Regions from separate parts of the Mus musculus genome. Here region 2 is linked to region 1. Evidence: chromatin contacts called from public Hi-C data. All regions are on one chromosome and are shown on one strand. Each heading gives the region's core, a stretch centred on a gene start, on an enhancer-like site or on the middle of the called end of the contact. The rest is flanking DNA. Distances are from core to core; before and after follow the strand shown.

What was found. Hi-C and Micro-C count contacts between places; a contact is called where the count stands out from the background.
Region 2: a contact with region 1 is called in a Hi-C map of the N1E-115 cell line, with 2.7 times the contacts expected there. The contact joins two enhancer-like sites. A contact is called at or near these places in 6 of 484 Hi-C or Micro-C datasets (B cells, the N1E-115 cell line, cerebral cortex and 3 more) and 1 of 9 other capture datasets (embryonic stem cells).

What each region holds. Positions count from the first base shown.
Region 1 is chr3:51,903,416-51,908,378 of GRCm38.p6, reverse strand. The region is part of intron 1 of Maml3 (mastermind like transcriptional coactivator 3); the gene reads left to right. Among named protein-coding and RNA genes, the nearest start is that of Gm46803, 200 kb to the right of the region's middle. RefSeq lists an enhancer at 1-808. Within about 2 kb of position 2,303, at least 49 of the 459 cell types and tissues checked have an H3K27ac peak or open chromatin away from gene starts, as enhancers often do. A contact at or near this core is called in the N1E-115 cell line, where this site is marked.
Region 2 is chr3:51,983,821-51,988,783 of GRCm38.p6, reverse strand. All of the region lies in intron 1 of Maml3 (mastermind like transcriptional coactivator 3), which reads left to right. Among named protein-coding and RNA genes, the nearest start is that of Maml3, 120 kb to the left of the region's middle. Within about 2 kb of position 2,028, at least 2 of the 459 cell types and tissues checked have an H3K27ac peak or open chromatin away from gene starts, as enhancers often do. A contact at or near this core is called in the N1E-115 cell line, where this site is marked.

The DNA of each region.
Region 1 (4,963 bases), core at 1,054-3,553:
GAAGTTATGTGATGGGGGGGGGGGGGGGAGACGCATCCTTCAAAACATTGCATTTCAAAGGTTTTCATTTAGGAAGAATTTTGTTTGTTTTAAATTGTGATGAGACATTCTTTTACATTTTTTTCCAGCTCCTATTTCTCATCTAGAAATAAAATACTTATTTATATATTTGCTAAAACTTGTATATTTGTTACGTATAATTGAAGAAAATATCTGAAATACAATACATATATGTAAACATTTACGTTTGCAACAGTGTATCAGTTATTTTGAGTTTCAGTGATTATTTCAACACAGCCTTCCCACCCCCACCCCCCCAAAAAAAGACTTGCCAAAATTAACCCAGCAAGCTGATAATCTTTTGTTTCTGTGATTTTTTTTTATCACTATCTGCTTTATTTATCTACGGAAAATAAAATGTTCTGCTTCCTAAGGGGCCCGTTTCTGTACAGTTTACACATTTAGTATACAGTTTCTTCCAATGGAAAACTATAAACCTGAATTTTCTGCAACTTACAATAGGGTTTGTACAATGGGGACATACTTTGGTGAGAAAAACTATACTGAAATTGTATTTGTTGGAAAGTGATTTAAATCATCTTTCTGGCGAGCAATTTAAGTAGAGGCCAACGTGTCTGTGTGTGAGGGTGGGGTGGGGTGTGGCTTTAAGCATGGTCACGTGGTGGTGACACAGGTAGGATGTGTGCTCTGATTCCTCTGGACAGTGCTGAGTGCAGACTAATCGGAGAATTTTAGTGATCACAAATTCCCAGGCCGTGGCCTGTCAGCAGGAGAGCACAGAACTGGAAAAGGCAGAGCGCAGACCCTGTGTTCAGCGGCCTTCACAACAGGCCCTGTACACGGCTGGTTATGGATTCCACATCTCCTAGTGCTTGACCAACAATGAATACAGTGAAACCAGCTGACTCGGCATTAAAGGTTTCTAATGTGAAGGATATTTGTTAGTTCATTCAGTTATATGTAGTACAAAAGCAGAAAAGCCCTGCTTAATTAGCATGTATTAATCCCTCGAAAAGCACACACACACACACACACACCATACATTCATGCCCATGCATGCAATATACACAGATGATGTCTGGCCTCTTTGTTTCCAGAGTCCTCTGGGCACCACCAACCTCAGTACCACCACAGGAACAACAAGTTCTGCTTACCAGCTGGTGTCCTAGTATTCAGCCATGACACTTGAGGAGAGCATTTAACAAACACACTAAGTACTGTTGAAAGATTTGTACCTCTTCCTGTCTCTTACTCTCCATGATTTTGTTCCAGAAAGTTACCAGGGTACACATTCATGGGTCAGTAGATCAGTTTGCAAAATCTTAATTCTGTGAGAACACCACGGTCAAGTACATACATAGCAGCTAAATCGAAGAAGAAAAGAAAAACCATCCTCCCTGAAAAGTATTTTCAAATGTGGTGTAAATATAATGTATTGCCAAATTCCATAGTCTGGACAGCATAAGTTGTCAATAATGTACAGCTAACCCAGAAATAGAAAGCAAAATTAAAAAGCCAGCATGTTTTTTATGAAAACTAGGAGAGTATCAGTCATCATAATGAAACCCTAAACCAAATCTACATCGTAGGGGTGGAGAACATTGTCATTTATAATGGTGCGAGTGGAAAATGAACTAACCCAAACGTGAGCCCCAGATCATTCGTCAGCAGCACCCATGATCTACATTTAACATAGATTTCACAACAGTACCATTCATAACAAAGTCTGAGAATTGAAACAATTCCTAAGTAATACTTAGGGTTTTTGTTTGTTTGTATGTTTGTTTTTGTTTTTAGACAGGAACTTCCTGTATAGCCCAAACTGGCCTTGAACTCAAAATCCATCTGCCCTGACCTTCCGGAAGCTGGAGTTGTGTGTGTGTGTGTGTCCTAACACCTGGCACAGGTCGATTTTAGTAGTAGCATCTCCCAGTTATTCCCTCTGTGTGCAGAAAGAAATAGACTCTAACCAGCACTGTGCTCTCAGTGTGAAGGATGTGGGCTTCCGAGTGGGGATAAGTAGCCTTGTACCCACAAAGGCATTCAGAAATCCAGCGTTCCCAGGGGGGAGTAAGAGGAAGTCGAGTTTTGAAAATATGTATGAGAATTCTAAGGTAACCCCACAGCTTCCAGAAGAACTGGCATCCCCCTTTTCACCCTGGCCTAAAATAAACTGTGCCTGGTGGTGTTTATTGAATGACTTCTTCGGGTCAGGCGAGTTACCAGCCTGTCTGTCTCTGTGGTTATCATTGAATTGAATTAGTAATTCTTTTTATAGCCAAGGGAAAGTCCCAGCGAGTGCAGTGTTTGAAGTCATGAAGCAAGGAAGGAGGGAGTGTCCGCTCTAACCCTAGTCTTTACCTGAGGTGAACTAGTAAACCCTTAGGTGTAACCTGCATAGCACACAGGTAAGATGCAGTGAATGCGCGTGGAGCGAGCAAGTGGCAGGATCTCAAGTGAGGCTGAAGCTACTCCTGGCTAAGGAAATGGAGCAAGGGCTGGGAGGAGGGGACATGGGGTAGTGACACAGGAGATGATCGGAAGATGAAACAAAACCACCCAACCCATGTAGCAGAGTGGTGTGTAGCAGACTAGGAAACTGGAACACTCATATATTCTTTGCCAAATAGATCTACAAAATTCACTACAAAAATCCTGGTTGAGGGGATGGGGCAGCAGGATGGCTAAGCAGGTAAAGACTCTTGTACAAGTTTTGACAACTTGAGTTCAATCCTGGGATATCAGGGGTCTTTTTCATCCAGGAATTTATGACTATGTTGTTGACATCTCCTGAGAATAAAAAATATTAATACGTCTGTTTACTCCAGATAGGGCACCATTGAGAGACCAGTGAACGATTTCAGCCAGTTTGGTAAGCCAGTGAGCTGCTTAGAGATTATGGTATTTAGCGGACATTTATTTAAACATGTTTATATGTTGGCTAGACAGTGTGGCTAGTTCAGGCCATTACGTTTAGTCTTATCATCTTTACAATAATGTATATAGCGTATTTTTTTTAAAGTTTAAGAAAAGGTTGTCTTGTATTGACTTGAAGTATCTACTTTCATTTTATGTTTTTCTTTTGAGTCACTGTGGAACCCTTGAGGCAAAAGGAAAAACATTATTTCATGGTGAATACATGTGAATGTCTGTATTTGAAAATCCCTCTATATTGGAGACTGGCTTCGCCCTTGTTTACCCAGAGTGTTAGTAATCTAAGTGTGTATACATGTCACTGGCTAATCCAATGTGAATGTATGTATTAGAACACCATTATATCTCCTAATTGTTTGAGCATTCTATTCAGAGAGCCTGACTTGAATTAGTGTCAGAAACATTTCTAACACAGAGTAGACTCTGTTTTGAGTGTGTGTGACATGAACACATCACATCATGACTGTAGCTGTGTCCTTTTCTGCAAATCAATGATGTTGTATACCCAGCCATTGCTTGCACCACTTGTAAGACAGATTTTAGCTACTCAGACCCAGGACCTTTGCTTCCTGCCAGATCCCCTACCCAAAAATTGAGAACGGCTCTATATGTTTACCATTGTCACTTCAGAACATATCACTGTGTCTGGAAAGCCCTCATTGCCAGGGCAACATGTAGCTCTGTGATTACACGATATGCTAGGGATGTGAATTCATGTATGTTGCCATCCGGAGAAGCTCAGAACCCTAGGTTTGTAGGCTGCTAAGCTGGTGTTCATTTCTGCGGCCCCATCATCCAGCAGGGGTGGGGACCAGACAGCTGCATCTTGCTCCGTGTGAGCTTGGGATATGCGTGCAGGCATGCAGGTGTGATGTAATTTATGGATCCGTCTCTCTGCACTTGTAAGCAGAAAGCACGCCTGTGTACCGAGGCAGCGAAACATTAAGATGGGATCAAAGACAAAGAGAGGGTGGAAGTCTGAGTCGTGGATTTGGCTGCCTATGATGTTGAATAATAGAAATGCCCCCTCGATGGATCTCATGACCTGAGTATATGTTTATCACTTAAGTCTATTGCCTGTGTGTTATTTATCTATAATCAGACTAGAGTAGATCAGACCTTCATCGTTAACCCCTAATTCACTTTAAATTGCCACTGACATGAATCTCGTGGTGTTTCCTTATTGTACATTAAGTCTGTTAGTGAGGTTAATAATGAATAAAGTATTTAGTTATATGAAACAAGGGTGCGATAATTGCATTTTCATGAGGGGCTAAATTTGATGAAATTATACAGATTTAATTCAGTACTGAAAAAAGAATCTCAGGATAAAACTTCTGAGTGTATCTTTTAGAGAACTTATCGGGTAAGAGGTATGGCTTAACAAGCAATACTGCACGCCATGTCTTTCTTGTTCTCATTGTAAAAGCAAAAGCATTGCGGACATGTGTTTTCTGATTGATTTTGGATAAAATTGTGATACAGTTCTTTGATATTGGGTAGAAATTGCTCTCTCACCTTCTTTTGTGGGACAGCAAAACAAACAAACAAACAAACAAACAAACACTTCCTGGCCCTGAAACCAGCCTCTTGGCTCCCACACACAATACAACTTTCTAATGTTTTCGACTTTTGGAAAGTTCCTGAAATCAAGATTTAAATAGGACTTCCTTTAAGGAGAATCGCTTTTTATAAGCTGGTGACGTGGTTTCATTGATGGATAAGGTGAGAAGGCAGAGGAGGTGGCAACAATAGTATCTCAGAACAGTTTCTGAATTAGATTTTCTTAAATGACATTGATGGGGATGTAAATTAATGCAGCTACTACAGACGACTGAGAGGAGGAATGTGAAACAGAAACAGGGCACAACTCAGCAGTCCTGTTCTGCCCTGTATATCCAAAGGATACGAAGTCGGGATCTCAAAGAGATGTCTGCCCCTCCAATGTGCATTGCAGCCCTGTGCGCAACAGTTAAGAAATGATACCAGTCTTACCATCCATTAAGTG
Region 2 (4,963 bases), core at 779-3,278, 81 kb before region 1:
TGTCCTGTAGGGATGCGGCACGGTCTTCCTCAGAGTGTTTGGAGAACTTATGGTAGTCCATAAGGAAAAATTACTGGTTTCTTTTTAAATATTTATCCTTTCTCTAATAATATTATACACACAAAAATCTCAGCATTGCCCCTCCGAGGAGAGCCCCGGGGTCCAGCGTTCAGCTGACTCTGCGTGGACACATTGGCTGTGTGCGGAGAATAAATATTTAAATCTCGGGATGAGCAAGCATTAGAAAAATCCTGGAGAAGCCTTCCTTTTGTCAATCTACTTAAGCTTGAATTTCTGCCTTTTAGTTTTCGCCTGTCATCCTAACCAGTGGCCATTTTGAAGACAAGGTATTTTCACCTGCTAATCTGCCGCAGGGACCCAGGATGAGAACACCCTGTGGTTGCTTCCTAGTCGGTTCCGTCCGGTGCTGCCGATAGATCATGGGCGTTCCGATGATCTTAAGGCCGAGACAGCATTACCTACCTGGGTAATTTTAGAGTTTCCCAGCCTCCATCTCTGCTGACACCGCCGTGCCTAGGGAGGTAATAATGATGATGATTTTTTAGCATCCCTGGGGTTTAAAATGTCTCCTAGGAGATGAGGCTGGCCCAGTGGCAGGGGGTAAGCCCATAGCTCCCCCTCAAGCACTTCGCCGGCAGCAGTTGGAAGCCTGCATTTGGATCTCAGTAGGCTAGGAGATGAGGGTAGAGAGCCCAGAGGGAGGGGTGGTAAAATGCCTGGGAGCTGGAGAACAGCACAGGGGCCGAGATGAGGTAAAGGCATCATTCTTTTCAGGAGATGCGGGCAAAGTGGGTGAAAATGCCAGGGGGAAGGGGAAAATTAGGAAGAGGTAGGTGGGCTAAGAACGGCATGCTTTGGAGTAGCTATTCTGAGCCTGGCCCCATTTTCTTCTGTCCTGCTAATAAAAGCTGGTTTTGGCTTCCCATGGCGTTAGTCTCCACCCCAAGGGGACAGGCTTTCCCAGTCAGTTGGACAGTGTGGGGCAGGTCCCTTCCAAGAGCCCGTGTTGTGTTTGTTGTCCAAAGCCACATACATCATTGTTTATCAATTAGCATTGCGATTTTAAAATTGTTTAATCCCCACCCTTCTCAAAGATGCCTTAAGTTACTGCTGTGTGGCTAGTGTACTATTCAAAAAAACAAAAATAATTATACTTAAAGCGGCGGGGTGCAGAGGGATGGGAAGCATCTTCGTTAGATCCAAAGACAAAAGTAACTGGGAAAATGAGGATTGGGGATATTAGGATGGGCAAAGAGAAAGATGCGACAAGCAACACTTCCCTTCTCCTCTCTGCATTCTTCACACTGCGACACAGCAAAATGATGTGCCCACTCGCGGGTGAGACTATGGAGACCCTAGGAGAAGTTTATGCTCAGACAAAGGACCAACAATCCACTTAGTTTGGTCCGTCATCTTAGGCTGCCAAGCAAACAGTCTTGAGTTAGCCAAAGTATCTTTTGCTAAGACTGAGGGTGTGGGACTAAAAGATTGAGCTTGCTTTATCTGGTACAAATTTTGTAGAATGCAGTAAATTGGCACCTTTATGCATTGGCAGTTTGGAGAGAAAATATGTGCTTATTTGCTAAACTGACATAAAAATAACATTTACGCAATAATTGGGAGTCTCCTATCCTGGTCTTAAAAAGCAGCTTTAAACTGAAAAGGTGGGTGACGCTCACAAGATATTATTATATTACCAATATAGTAATGAGGTCTCTTCTTCAGTTTGGGCTGTCGATCTCACTACACTGTCTAAAATGAATCTTTCCCCCATTATAACTCCTTACTTAAAAACGTATGTGTGTGCTTCAGACAGGGATTCATCCAGTATCCCAAATGATGGGCAAATCCAGACAGCACAGGACCAGGGTTTAAGGAGAAGCAGTCTGCCGCTCCTAAGTACGAACATTAATGTGTCACCCCGAGAAGAACGGTATTTACCACTTTCCTCAGCTCCCTGACTTCGAGGCATGTTTGGCCTGTGGGAAAGCTGTTGCCAGGATGGCAATGTATGTAAGGGAGGGGCCATCACTGGAAGAGGCCAAGGGTGCTGCTCTGAGGTAGGAATCTCACAGTCTCAGCCATTTCTCCCCAGTGGAGTTTGTACCCGCTCAGAAGGTGGGCCTCTGCCCCTATGTGGGAAGCAGGGTAGTTGTGGTCAGGGGTTCTATAGCTCACACCTTGTAAGCTGGGGCAATGGCTTCACAACAAAGGCCAGACATCTCTGGGAAAAGCAGATACTGTCCAAGGAATAATGACAACTGTGCAACAATATAGGGAAAGAAAGACAGAGACAGTGGGGAGGGAGGGAGGGAGGGAGAGAGGGGGAGGGAGGGAGGGAGGGAGAGAGAGAGAGAGAGAGAGAGAGAGAGAGAGAGAGAGAGAGAGAGAGAAAGAAAGAGAGAGAGAGAGAGAATATGAAATCTGTCTATAGAACTCTCCGAGGAACACATGAATCATCAGAAAGGTTCCAGAGTCACAGCCAGGAAGTATTTATGGCAATCAGTGGAGCAGGGGGTAATAATACAAACATAATAAAGAAGAGAAAGAAGGGGGCAGCAGAAATAAAGGTGGCCTGGCATTAACAAACAGGGAGATAAGCTTAACGATTATGTGCAAATGACGGAGCTATTGATGGTGAAATCGCTGAGCTTCTGAACTACTTTTGAAAACTGGCCTTTTAAGAAGACAAATAAGGATAATTAAACAGTAATGAAGACCTGTTTCGGTGAAGAGAGAGGAGAGAGGAAGAAAGAGGGAGGGAGGGAGGATGAAGGAGACAAACAAAAGAAATAAGCAGGCCAGGTCTGGAGACAGTGGTATTCCGTGTTAGCCAGGGCTAATGCAAGTAGTAATGGATTCATCGGAATAGGGAAGATGTCCTGTGGAAACTGGAAATGATAATGAGAGGTGAGGGGGTGAAAGGGTGTAGACTTAACCCTAAGGTATCTATCACGGGCAACCAAAGCACAGAATCTCTGTATTATCTTATGTTAGCCATCTTGTCCAAATTCCTTACCCAGGGAACCTGTTGAGCGTGGCTGCCCCTAAGAGATCATACAGATTGCTTCCTCTTTCAGCTTGCTGCATCCCAGGATCACTAATGTGTAGCTCGAATATCAGTTTAGCAGACACTCTACTCTGTAATATTTCACAGAACAAGAATCCCTGAATAATTAATTTCCAAGCCAAACCAGTCCTGGGTCTATTCCAAATAACCATACCTACCTTTAATAAGAACTCCATGAGTGTTTGTTGAGTGCATAAATGAATTAGGAGACTACACTGTGCACAAATAATAGAACAATTGGAAAGAAGAAGCCTATAAATGTGTGTAGGGTGTTGCAGCCATGAGCCAAGGAGAACACAATTTATACAGCCTCTTTGATTTCTCTAAATTAATTGATCTTGTGCTTTGAAAAAAAAAAGTCACAAAACAATAGACAAAAAGAGGCCACTGGTTATATTATCATTTTTAAACACACCCAGCCATCAGTGCAAGAACTGGTAGCAGGTCTCAGGGAATGTAGTTCAGAAATGCACTGGGATTGAGTCGAATATGTCAGATTGATTGAAAATTGCCTGGAGGGACGAATGCACCATGATAAATAGCGGCACACTAGGCTTCAAGGAGGTGGGGATCTGTGTTCAGCTGGTCTTTTTCTTTTTACAGTCTTCATTAATTATCTGGGGCAGGATGTAAACAGCACATTCATTATGTTTGTAGAAGCTAAGTAGAGAGGTGTTTTCAAGTGGCCGGGGCACACTGGAATATAATGCTTACCTGCATGGGAGCCGAGTGGTGTTCACAGTCTGACTAAAACCAACATGGCAGTGTTGGCTTTGGGCAGAGCACAGTCTCAGGCACTGTAGGGAGTGAGGTTCAGAAGAGCTTCTTAGTGACCCAAGGCTCGCTTAGCTTATGAGGCTCTGGGTATCCTGATCCCCAACACTGGTTGGTTGGGTAACTCATTCATTCATTAATTAAGACTCTATAGCAGAATTTAAGCTGGAAGGTCATGAAAGCAACTAACTATCGGTTGGGGGAAGATGAAGGCGGTGGGGGGGGGGCACAACACTTGCTGTGAGAGTGGGGATGTGATGGGAGGGATGGAGTTCCAAACATCGGGTCAGGACTGCCAAGTCCTATTGCTATGCTGTAAGGAAAACATTTGGATCAACCTCAAAGGGGACTGGACTAGGGTTCATCCAGTGTGTGCAAGTACTTGAGGCAGCAACTTCTTTTTCCAGGAACATAGTATCACAGGCAGCAGAGTGAGTGAGCCCAGTGGACACTCAGTTGTCAAGGGCACCTGTGCCTTTCATTCTGAATATTGTTACTGTCATAATCTTCATCAGCAATATTATGTGTGGTCTGTGTGTGTGGGTGTGTATGTGTGTGTGATATATGTGTGTGTGGTATATGTATGTGGGGGGATACATGTGTGTGTGTGTGTGGTGTGTGTGTATGTTTGGTATGTGTATGATGTATGTGAGTGTGTAGTATATGTATGTGTTGTGTCTGTGTTATGTGTGGTGTGTGTGTGGTGTGGTATGTGTGTGGTATGTATGGTGTGTATGTAGTGTGTGTGTGGTGTCTGTATGTGTGGTATGTGTGTGTATGTGTGGTGTGTGTGTGAGAGAGAGTACACATGTGTACATTTTTGGCAAAGGTTAAAAGAGGATATCAGATGTCTTCTATCACTTTCTTGGTTTTTTTGTTTTTGTTTTTTGTTTTTTGTTTTTTTTTGTTTTTTTGTTTTGTTTTGTTTTGTTTTTTTGAGACAGGGTTTATCTTCATAGGTCTGGTTGTCCTAGAATTCACTCTGTAGACCAGGCTGGCCTAGAAGTCAGAGATCCACCTGCCTTTGCCTCCTGAATGTTGGGACTAAAGGTGTGCGCCACCATGCTGGGCTCTCTTTGTAGTCTTTTCTGTGCCCCC